Linked DNA regions of Zea mays: regions 1 and 2 are each linked to region 3. A link is a contact called in public Hi-C data. All regions are on one chromosome and are shown on one strand. The core of a region is the stretch at or near the end of the contact, and the rest is flanking DNA. Distances in the headings are between cores, read along the strand shown. Region 1 holds the start of LOC103629364 (Membrane protein of ER body-like protein). Region 2 holds the start of LOC103629366 (NADH dehydrogenase (ubiquinone) complex I, assembly factor 6). Region 3 holds the start of LOC103629369 (rho GTPase-activating protein REN1).

Evidence for each region. A called contact is a pair of places that touch in the nucleus more often than the background predicts.
Region 1: a contact with region 3 is called in a Hi-C map of endosperm, with 1.9 times the contacts expected there. The contact joins the promoter of LOC103629364 here to the promoter of LOC103629369 in region 3. A contact is called at or near these places in 2 of 25 Hi-C or Micro-C datasets (endosperm and tassel).
Region 2: a Hi-C map of ear shows a contact between it and region 3, with 3 times the contacts expected there. The contact joins the promoter of LOC103629366 here to the promoter of LOC103629369 in region 3. A contact is called at or near these places in 5 of 25 Hi-C or Micro-C datasets (ear, endosperm, leaf and 1 more).

Annotation. Positions count from the first base shown.
Region 1 is chr6:64,896,902-64,900,636 of Zm-B73-REFERENCE-NAM-5.0, forward strand. LOC103629364 (Membrane protein of ER body-like protein) reads left to right here and starts at 1,366. Exons shown (of 10, transcript XM_008650505.4): 1 at 1,366-1,927; 2 at 3,211-3,735. The coding sequence starts at 1,639. LOC103629365 (a long non-coding RNA gene) reads right to left here and starts at 2,459. Exons shown (of 2, transcript XR_554332.4): 1 at 1,813-2,459; 2 at 768-1,025. It overlaps LOC118472190 (a long non-coding RNA gene), which reads right to left and starts at 3,271. Exons shown (of 3, transcript XR_004850175.1): 1 at 3,185-3,271; 2 at 3,022-3,097; 3 at 2,867-2,931.
Region 2 is chr6:64,973,366-64,976,830 of Zm-B73-REFERENCE-NAM-5.0, forward strand. It overlaps LOC103629366 (NADH dehydrogenase (ubiquinone) complex I, assembly factor 6), which reads left to right and starts at 1,331. Exons shown (of 2, transcript XM_008650506.3): 1 at 1,331-1,769; 2 at 3,397-3,465. The coding sequence starts at 3,431.
Region 3 is chr6:65,136,839-65,140,114 of Zm-B73-REFERENCE-NAM-5.0, forward strand. It overlaps LOC103629369 (rho GTPase-activating protein REN1), which reads left to right and starts at 1,782. Exons shown (of 25, transcript XM_035959932.1): 1 at 1,782-2,195; 2 at 2,298-2,409; 3 at 2,519-2,635. The coding sequence starts at 2,600.

The DNA.
Region 1 (3,735 bases), core at 116-2,615, 240 kb before region 3:
ATGGGTTTGGGTTGTATCATGTAATCTCTTATTGCATCTTATAATTGAAAAACGGTCTAAAGGCTTAGGGCATGTACAACCCTCATTTAATATAAGATCTCTTATGGTATCTCTAGATAAGGGGTTAATTAAAAATACAAGAGACTTGCCCTTCGGATTAAAGTCGATTATTTGAACTGCTGCAGCTGTAATCTATAGAGACAAAAACACTATAGAAGTAGCAGAAGCCGGCACGGATTAAAGCCAAGCGAACAAGCTCATACTAATTTCTATTGTTTCTACAATATTTTTGTATCTATAGATTGCAGATATAGCAGTACAAATAGCCGGCTTTAATTTGAAGCGAACAGCCTCCATAAAAATCATGGATGGGAGCTAAGGGTCAATCCACAATCCTATATTATACACCCTCCTAAAATATAGTTATTTTTCATCCTCTTTTAACCGTCCACATTCATCTGAATGCTAATGATATAGATACAAACTATATTTATAGATTAATAAATTAATATTTGTTTAGTTTAAAACGAATTATTTTTTGGGATGGAGGAATATAATAATGTGTCGTTGCCCGCGGTCGTCGTTTTTAATGACATTAATTATATTAATCAACTAAATCAAACAAACTTTAGCTAGCCACCTGGATCAGTAACAATTAATTTCTTATCATATATTCTCTCCACTTTTATTTATTTATCGCGTTTTAGTTTAAAATTAAATTAGTTGGCTCAAATATTTAAGAAAGGAGGTAGTATAGTGTAATGTGATGAAACTCAAGAACGAAAGATGTCACATCTCTCAGCTTAGAATTCTTGAATAAAAAAGTTATCATGTCACATTTGCTGCGTACAGCTGTAGTACGTACGTGAAGAACATGTGAATTGAGATAGGAAAATATCTCGTCAACGTCGTTATGCTTGTTCGCTTGGCTTCTATTATATTACTCCAAAACGAACTACTTGTTCATGCAGCTGGTACCGGCAATAATAGGTGGCTTGCCATCTGCCAACCACTCGCTGCTGCTGCTGAATACATGAATGGCATATAGGAACAATAAATATGAGATATACTTTTTTATAATATACTTGTTAAGCAATATGATATTAATATTCTTTATCGATCTATTTAGTTAGATATTAGTCATTGCAAGAAGAATGTACCTTGCATTCATGATTCAGGGTGACCGAGAGAGAGGGGTATTACTAGTAGGAATGCAATCAATAAGTGCTGGACTATACAGAACATGTTATATTATACTAATGTTGACGAGTTATTAGTCGAGTCAAGCTATACAAATGCAATTCTCTTATTTATCTATAAAAAAGCCTTTTTCTTTTCTTTTCTTTTCTTATGTTTCTTTAACCTATGGTCTACCTTTTGTTTGGTAAATAGTGCCCACTGATGACTCTGCTCTGCTGCTGAGCTCTTCCTCCTGCCCCTGCCCCTGCCCCTCCCCCCTCCTAGTGCTATGTATAAAGGAAGCAAAGCAATCCATGGAGACCCAACCATCAATCCCATTTCCCTCCCATCTAGGCAGTCAGCAGGCAGTAGGCAGTAGGCTGCATCTCAATCTCCATCTACACGACTGCACTCCTGCTCCTACTCCTACAGGAAACACACAAGAAAAGAAAAGAAAAGATGATGGAGGTGGAGAGGCCGATGTGGGAGCTCAAGGAGGAGGAGGAGGAGCCGCCGCAGCTGCTCATGGAGGCCGAGGAGGATGACTATGAGGAGGAGGAAGACACCTCCGCCCTCCTATACACTAGGGAGAGAGAGAGCATGAGGAAGAAGATGACGACAACGATGGCGGACCTGGACCTGGAGATGGAGTCCTCCGACTCCGACTCCAACGCAGCAGCATCAGCAGCAGTAGAGGAGGAGGCGGCGGCGGCGGCCCAGCAGAGCATCTTCTTGGATCCAACACAAGGTATGGTCTGCTCACTCACAGTACTCTCTATCCATAATCCATCCCTTCATTTGTCCTCTCAGTTGTTACTTGCAGTCTCTGCCCATGTCCTCTCCTCTTGTTTCCTTTCTTTCTGCCCTGACTCCTGTGGGGAATAGGGATCTGGTGCCTATTTCCATCCAATTCCATTCCTGTACTCGTCGTACCTCTGCTGCAGCTGCATTATTGACTCGTTTTCACCACTTTCTGCTGCTTCGGCCTTACAAAGTGAGCAACTAGCTAGCTCCTTGAATTTATCTGATCTGACGATGAGGCAGGCAACCACTACTATTCACTGTCACTATCCCTTGTGGACTTTGTGGCTCCCCATCAAATCGAAGAAAGTACTGCACACGGATTAGATTCTGGACCACGGCCCTTTGGCTTCATCTGTCTCCCCACGTCTGACAACTACTCCTGTCCCTAACCTCCTCATCTCATCATCAGAATTCCTGTCCACACCTTCCATTTCGTCGCATTGCCTTGCCTGCACCTACCTCCTCCTGTGCTTCCAATCCAACGACTAGCCCACATGGCACTTTCGATGTATCTTTTTTTTATATATCATTAAAAAAAGATAGGATTTTTTACCTTGGACCAAAACCTCCTTCCTTCCTTCCTTAGTTATACTAGCTAGCTAGCTAGTTCCAGTGCTACTTAGTTAGTTGCAGATAAATTCTTCTACTCACACTACGTGCGAGGTTAGACAGTAAAGTTACCTTCCCATTTCTTGACTGAAGGTCTATGGAAGTGCCGGCACTGCGATTGGACGCACCAACGCTTGAGTGGTCCATGCACAGCTGAAATAATCCTCCACAGTCAGCAGGGACACTGCAAAATTGCCAGCAACGTCGATTCGTTAGTTCAGCACCAACCATTATATAGTTCACCACACAAAGGTTAGTCTTATCGAATGCTCACACAACATACACACGTACGATGGTCTACCTAGCGATTACCTTCCCAAACTTTCTTTTTTCTTTTTACTGAAAACAACAACAAAAACAGAATAGGTCAACATTCAGTACTTATATATATAGAGATAAGAAAGGCCTCCTCCTCCATCTTCAGCTTACTTCTGCTTCGGCAGTCCAGCTTGATTTCTTTCCATGTCCTGTCATCTTCTTCCAAGCTAGCTAGGTCAGCAGCTTACTGCACAAAAACAGACTCTCTACATCATGCCAAACAAAAGAGTAGATTCAGATGTTTGAGCTACTACTACAAGTGCTGAGTGCTGACATCACCACTATTATTTTCTTTTTCAGCCTCTGACCATGCTACTGGGCTGGGTGCTGAAAACCAAGTTGAGAAACAGGACAATGTCAGCGCTCAACAAACTAACCACAGTTCGAGTAATGGCAACTTGGAAAATGGTTCACACTCTAATGGTGTGCATGAGATCTCCAGCAGCAGTGAAACCGTGACGACCATTGCGGACGGACTCAAACTGATCACAACCATCCGCGAGGGCAGGCAGCACATCTTGCCAAGTTGGAGTGGCTCTCTTGACCACGTTTCTGGTGGCAGCACGAGCACATCTCAGGTTCATGAAATTGAAGTTGAGAAGGAAGTCAGTAAGGGCGACGTCAAAGTTGAAGAGTATGATCTTGAGAAGATTCTGGACGAGCAAGAAACCCATGACCTCTATTGCCCCAACTGCAAATCGTGCATAACTCGAAGGGTCATCCTTAAAAAGAGAAAGAGAACAGTAAGGCAAGAAACAGGCAAGGAACCACCAAAAAGACCACAGCTTGTAGAGCCTCCCGCCAATGCTCCAAGCCAAACAATCA
Region 2 (3,465 bases), core at 81-2,580, 160 kb before region 3:
AAATAACTGAGCATGATGTTCTACTGGTTAGAAAGCTTCGCCTAGTGTCTCTCACCCTTCTTCTATCAGGATGTGGGTTCAAACCTCACGTCTTGCACCGCTTTTTAATATTTTACGCTGAGGAGAGATTTGGAAGAAATGTAGGAACTTTTTTTGTAAAAAAATGACGTAGGACGACCGTTGAAACAGATGCTTTAAGTATATTAGAGATTAGAGATTTGTGATGATACAGCCACATGACAATTAATTTATGTAGCAACAATTTGGACCACACAATAGAAGAGCAATGCGCCATGTGGCTAAAGGCGGTTGGTGACGACGATAGGATCATCTAACGCACCGATCAATAACTATCGGTCCAACTTTAACCTCATCGTCTGTCAATATCGATCAAATCGACCGATCTGTCGACCAAATTCAATGATGTTTAAGCCGAACCAATGCTCACACGATGGATAAAAGGTCCTCAGTATCTATCGGTCTAGCTCTAACACTGTTGTTTGTCGATATCAATAGAATCGATCGATTGGTCGACCAAATTTATTGATGTTAAGACTGAACCGATGCTCAAACAATGGATAAAGTCCACAGTTGAAAGCAGCCTAACTGTTGGTCAGTGATCAGTATAAGTTTCCACGTACCTGTTTGCCTCGTACGCATCTATTTTTTGGTGAACTCACCGGTCAGACCTAGTATTTATCAGCCATCTGCCCCTCTTCATCTCTGATGAGAAATTTGGAATTATGTCATTATGAGAAGTAGATTTTACCACTTTGCCATCGTTTCACAGACTTCACACGAATCCCATTATGAAACATGTCGCACACGCTATAATTGTTTAATGAAACAAAAAGAAATAAATATATCTATAAGGACATTGAGAGACGATTTTGCCCCTGTTATTGTTCGTGCATTCACTTTGGTCGCTGATGTTGTCCTCTAAGGATGTATTTGGTTTGGCTTTTGACTTTTTGCTTTTGCTCCTAAAAGCTAAAAGCCAATCAAAAGGCTGGATCTAGGAATCGGTTTTTTTCTCTATAAAAACCGACTTCCTCGCAGTGTAAAACTAAAAGCATCATTGGACCTGCTTTTAGTGGCTTTCGGATGAACCGTGAAAACATATATCAAATAACTTTAACGACTTTTAGTGGTTTCCACCAAACGTTTTTTAACTTTTTAACAGCTTACACACTACATCAGCTTTTTCCACTGCTCACAGTCAGCCACAACTTTTTTTTTCACAGCTACAGCCCAACAAAACATACCCTAAACCCGGTTGTGTCTGCCCTCAATGTCCATATAAATATGCATTACTTCTTTCGATTAATATAAAGTATTATATTGTGTGCGATATATTTATAAAGGACCGTTTTATAATGAAATTTAGACGAAAACTCTCAAAGATTGTAAAATCGCGAAGGCTACTAGGCAGAATTCCAAATTTCTCATCCCTGATACCTCACACCGGGCCGCCACACAAAATCCCACACCTGCGTATCGCGCTGCCCACCGCACATCCCCGCCTCCCGCCGGCCGGCCGGCCGCCTGACGACTCGCGGTCACCGCCTGCGGGCCACCGTCCGCCCCCAGCTCGCTCACGATATTGTACGTTCGTGGCGCGGAGCACCGTGGTGTTGGCCTAGTACGTCGATTTCACGGTGACTTCACTACCATTGCCGCCCAGTGGCTGCAGAAGCTCCCCGCCAGCAACAAGTTCACCTACAACTGCGACGGCCACACCTTCAGTTACCTCATAGAGAAAGGATTTAGTGAGTAGCTTTCATCCCGTCGCTCCGTTCCGCCTTATTCCATCTGAATCTGCGCCGCCGCGGGCTCGAATCGGGTTCGGCTTGCTTGGATCTCGCGGGGTTCGCCTCGATCCGCTAGATGGTATCAGGTTCGTTCGGTCGTCTCGTGTTATTCTGGATTTGATGGGATTGTACTGCGTTCAGCGTTCTCATGCCTTATCTGGGGATAAAAGCACTGGCATATATCTCTCAGATGGATCCATGCGGGATATGTTGCTCCTGTTTTTAATCATGGAAAGGGTTGGCCATTTTGCCGATTCTATTGGCGTTAGTTGATGCCGTGGCTTTGTAGCTCTATTTTGCTTTCATTTGCTATTCGTTTGTCACATAAGAAATTACGGCATACTATAGAAGTATTATGTGATAAGGAATGTTGTAATACCAAATTCTCAGCAACTGATATGAGTTAGGCGTCCATTTCAAAACATTGTGTTGATCTAGAATAAAACTCAGATGAAAGCACCCGTCAGTAAGATTTCTTCATGGCAAACAGACCTGCTAATAATCTGATAATTGTTAACGGAAGGGCTGCTAACTATTACTAGTTCCATTAGCAGGATCAATGTTTACAAGTCGGCCGATCAGCTGGTCGAGTGAGAGGGGCGACCAGGCGACTAATCGCGATTAGGGCGACGATTAGTCGACCTAATCGGTCCTGGTCGACCTCTGGTCATCCGTTAGTCGTCCTATAGATTTAAGGACATATGTATATGTATATAACTATATATTAACTATATAAACATTGTATTTCTGCAATAATATAGGCATAATTAGTAGCAGACTAGCAGTAATTCAGTAAAAGTGAAACAGAATCCATCCAAAGTCCAAAGTCTAAACTGAAAGTAATATTGGCATAATTACTTGCATTAATTCAGTAAAAAGTACAGCAGGAACCTGCTGGCTGCTACCTAGAGCAGATCAACATCCAAACAAATCGCGCTAGAGCATCCAAACTGCATTACCTGCTGGCTGGAGCACTTGGAGGCTGGAGCAGAGACGTCGGCAGAAACCAGTGAGGACAGAGGAGAGGAGTAGGGTTTCTGGCGGCTGGGAAGGGTTCTGGCGGGTTTCTGGCGGCTGGGAGGGGTCCTGGTGGCTGGGAGGGTTTTTGGAGGGGCGGGCTACTGTAGATGAGCCAAAAACCAGAGTGAAGCCCAGTACCAAAACTGCAACGACCAAAAACGACCAGGAAGTGTTCGACCAGACGACTAATCGCCCAGGTCGACGACTAGTCGGACGACTAGGACGACTAGAAACCCTAATCGCGTCGTCCTCCTAATCGCCCTCTTCCAGGCGACCAGCCCGACTAATCACGATTAATCGCGATTAGTCGGACGACTTGTAAACACTGAGCAGGATTTGGAGTTGCTAATGATTCATATGCACCTTCAACTCACTATCTAACTACCTATTAGCACATGGATGCAAACAGCTTCCCGCTAAAAGTTAGCAACTATTAGCTAGCTAATTTTTATTGCCAATGAATCCAAACAGGCCCTAACTAATATGAACATGTGCACAAATCTCGGCTGTTGTATATTCAGAATCTAATCTAGCCATGTGCCTTTCTTTTGTTTGTGTGGTGCAGGGACCTTCCTTCCTGATACAGGAAGGCAGAATTCATGAGCGGCGGCACGCCTGCAGCAAGCAGTAGCCT
Region 3 (3,276 bases), core at 532-3,031:
CTTTGATCGGTAGGAAGATTCTTCTTTGTGAGATAAGTTCTTGATCTAAAATGCGATTTTGACTCAAGTTCTTCGATCTCTCTCTTTCTAGTTGGTGTAGATCGTTCTTACTTACGATCCCTTTGTTCTTGGAACGTGTTGTTCCTTGTGCACTTGTAACCTTGCCTTGCGAGTCTCCAAATTTGTGGATGACCCCAAGAACGTTTTGGAAAAATTGAGTAAAGGAGGCCTTGACCTATGTGGTCATCAACGAGGAACGGGGTTGAGAAAGACCCGGTCCTTTGTGGGCACCTCAACAAGGAGTAGGGCACCTTGGTGGTGTGACCGAACCTCGGTAAAAAACGTGTGTCTTATGTGCTTTTGTGGGTGTGATTTTGTCTCTCATCATCTCAGATCTTTGTTATATCTAGTTGGTTTTAATTCAACTCTTCCGCTACGTTTATTGTTGGTAAATCTGAGTAGTTTCATTTAAGTTCGCAGTTGAATAGGTGAATTGCGGTTGAACCGGCCTCAAGATCGGTTGAACCGGCCTCCCCTGTTGAACTGTCGTTTCTCACAAAAGTTCGAAGTTTGTGTTGAGAATTGCAGGTGTAGCCTATTCACCCCCCTCTATGCTACTTTCATACGAAGGAGGCACTTACTATTTTCCTATGGGCATGCGGGGCCTCCAATCATTTATACAGCTAAGGAACAAGTTTGGACACTCTTTGGAAACTATAATCTGGAAATTTAGTGAAGTCCTTGATGGAATATATAGGATGTACAATGACCTGATTAAGCCGAAGGATGCCCATTTCACTGATATTCACCCTGGACTACGGAGTCTAGGTTTTGGCCACATATCAAGGACTACATACGAGCGATCGATGGAAGCCACTTTCCCGCCTTTGTCCCTTTGTCAAAGCAACCCAAATATATTGGTTGTCACGGGTACGCATAACAGAATGTCATGGTCGTTTGTGACTCCGATATAAGGTACACATTTGTCGTTACTGGGTGGCCTGGTTCGGTGCATGACACTAGAGTGCTACATGATACTTTTATCACGTACGGGAATAGGTTCCTACATCCTCCAGAAGGTATTAGTATAATCTACTTTTGTAGCATTTCCAATTAATGTTGTTATGTACCCCAACAGGAAGGGATACCTCGCATCTTATAATGGTCAAAATTACCATATTTTTGAATGGCAGCATGCGAGGCAACCAGTTGGTGCCAAAGAAGTTTTCAACTACGCACACTCATCCACGAGGAATGTTATAAAGCGATCATTTGGGGTGCTGAAGATAAAGTGGAGAATCCTTCTCAATCTGCATTCATTTTGACTAAGGAAGCAATCCAAGATAATTAATGTATGCATGGCGTTGCATAACTTCATTCAGGACAGTGTTATACACGATCGCGACTTTGACTAGTATTTATCTTGTACGAGGTATGTTTATGATGTAGCTATAGGTGATAGTAGTACCAACACATCATATGAGTTAGACATGAGTGTTTTTAGTGATGCAATTGCTAATGTGTTAGTGTCTTATGTAGTTATCTGAACCGATAAATAATTATATTATAATGGACAAATCATGTGTAATTGCAATCAGATGTTGATTATTGTGTCTGTCTTTTTCTTTTTTTTCACTCAGAATCTATAATATCAGAATTTGCGTATCTAAACACCCAGATTGTAACCATCAGCTTCTCCCACAGCAGTCCAACCAAACATTCAGCCAACTTTTTTCCACAACCAGCTTATTCTCACGACCATATTAAAAAAAAGCCGAACCAAACGTGACCTATGATTGCTGCTCACTAAGTGTTACCCAAATCGTCAGAGTGAGGGGGAGGCGGAGGGTGAATGTGAACTTCCGGATGTCTCCAATTGCTTCTGATCCTGTCCACTCCATTACCAAGAATAGCACTCCATGTATCTTGGAGTAGAGGGAGGAGGAGGGAGCTCAGCCAGTCATCTATGGATTGGTGCCCCAAACAACAAGACCGGCCGAGAGGGAAGAGCGGAGGCCGGAGGGGTCAGCTCTTGCACTTGTCAGGGGAGGCTAGTCTAGGCTAGGGGATCTCTGATTGCCTCCTATCCTCTCCTAGCCCTGCCCTGCCGCAGCGCAACGACTCCGAAATCTGAATCGCCGCCTCCCTCCGCCATTCGCGTCAGTGACATCTATTCCTTCAATTCATTCAGTCAGGTAACATCCTCGACGCCCCCAGCATCTATTTATGTGTTTCCATTCCATTGTACATTGCCAGTTGGCGTATAGCTGATTGCGATATGGATCATGGATCGACAGGCGACAGCCCATGCCCTTCACACAATCAAAATCGAATGTTGGTTACACAACTGGAAAAATAACGCACACCCCGCAACATACTAGGCACGTCTTTATCTCGGATCAGTATTCGGTAATATGGTTACCTGCGCCCGTTATTTTTCACCTTACTCTTTTTGGGTGCGGAGCACAAAGCTCATGACTTTATGGGCACTAACATAGTACTCTGCATCTCTCAATAGGGAGTAAGAACGACAGCGCATTGCCAGGATAGAAATCGTCCTGATGTTCTTCGTAAGTCTGGCATTTAGACCAGGCTGACAATGTCAGCTTCCGAGTTCAGGATTCCATACCAGCAAGTAAGTGGCTCATATGTTTCAACCGTATTTTTTTAATGTTTTGGGCTGGAGTTTGGCTATCAATGTGTATATATAGCCCGTTGCATTATTCAAGTGCTTTACTTGGGTGATAAACTGGATATGACTGTTAGCAATCACACCGTATGAGCTTTTACTTTGGATGGAGTTTTAGTTATCAATCATTGGTACATAAAAGAGTAAATCATGGAGAATATGCCACATAATGCATGCCTATGGAGGATATGCTGATACAAAATTCATGTCTTATTATGCTTTATTGGATAATAACTGTGAGAGAGTTGGAAGCGTGTGTTTGTATTTATTGATGAAGATAGACAGCACATGTACAGGTATATATAGGGGAGGAAGGTGAGAGGTAAAAGGAAGCCTTCTACACCTAAGGAAAGATCTAGAGTACAATCAGATCCTCAATCATAGTGATTGAGATCCTCAATCAGATCCTCAATCATAGTGATTGAGATCCTCCCCTAATCCTCTCTATCTATATCAGACAATACTTCCATATAGGGCGGCCGGCATATCTGCCAGGCGACAGCCAGGATACAGTTTCTAACAATAACAATAATAAATTTCAATATGTAAAAGCCTCTTCTCCCCCCTTCCTTTTGCACTAAAGTCAA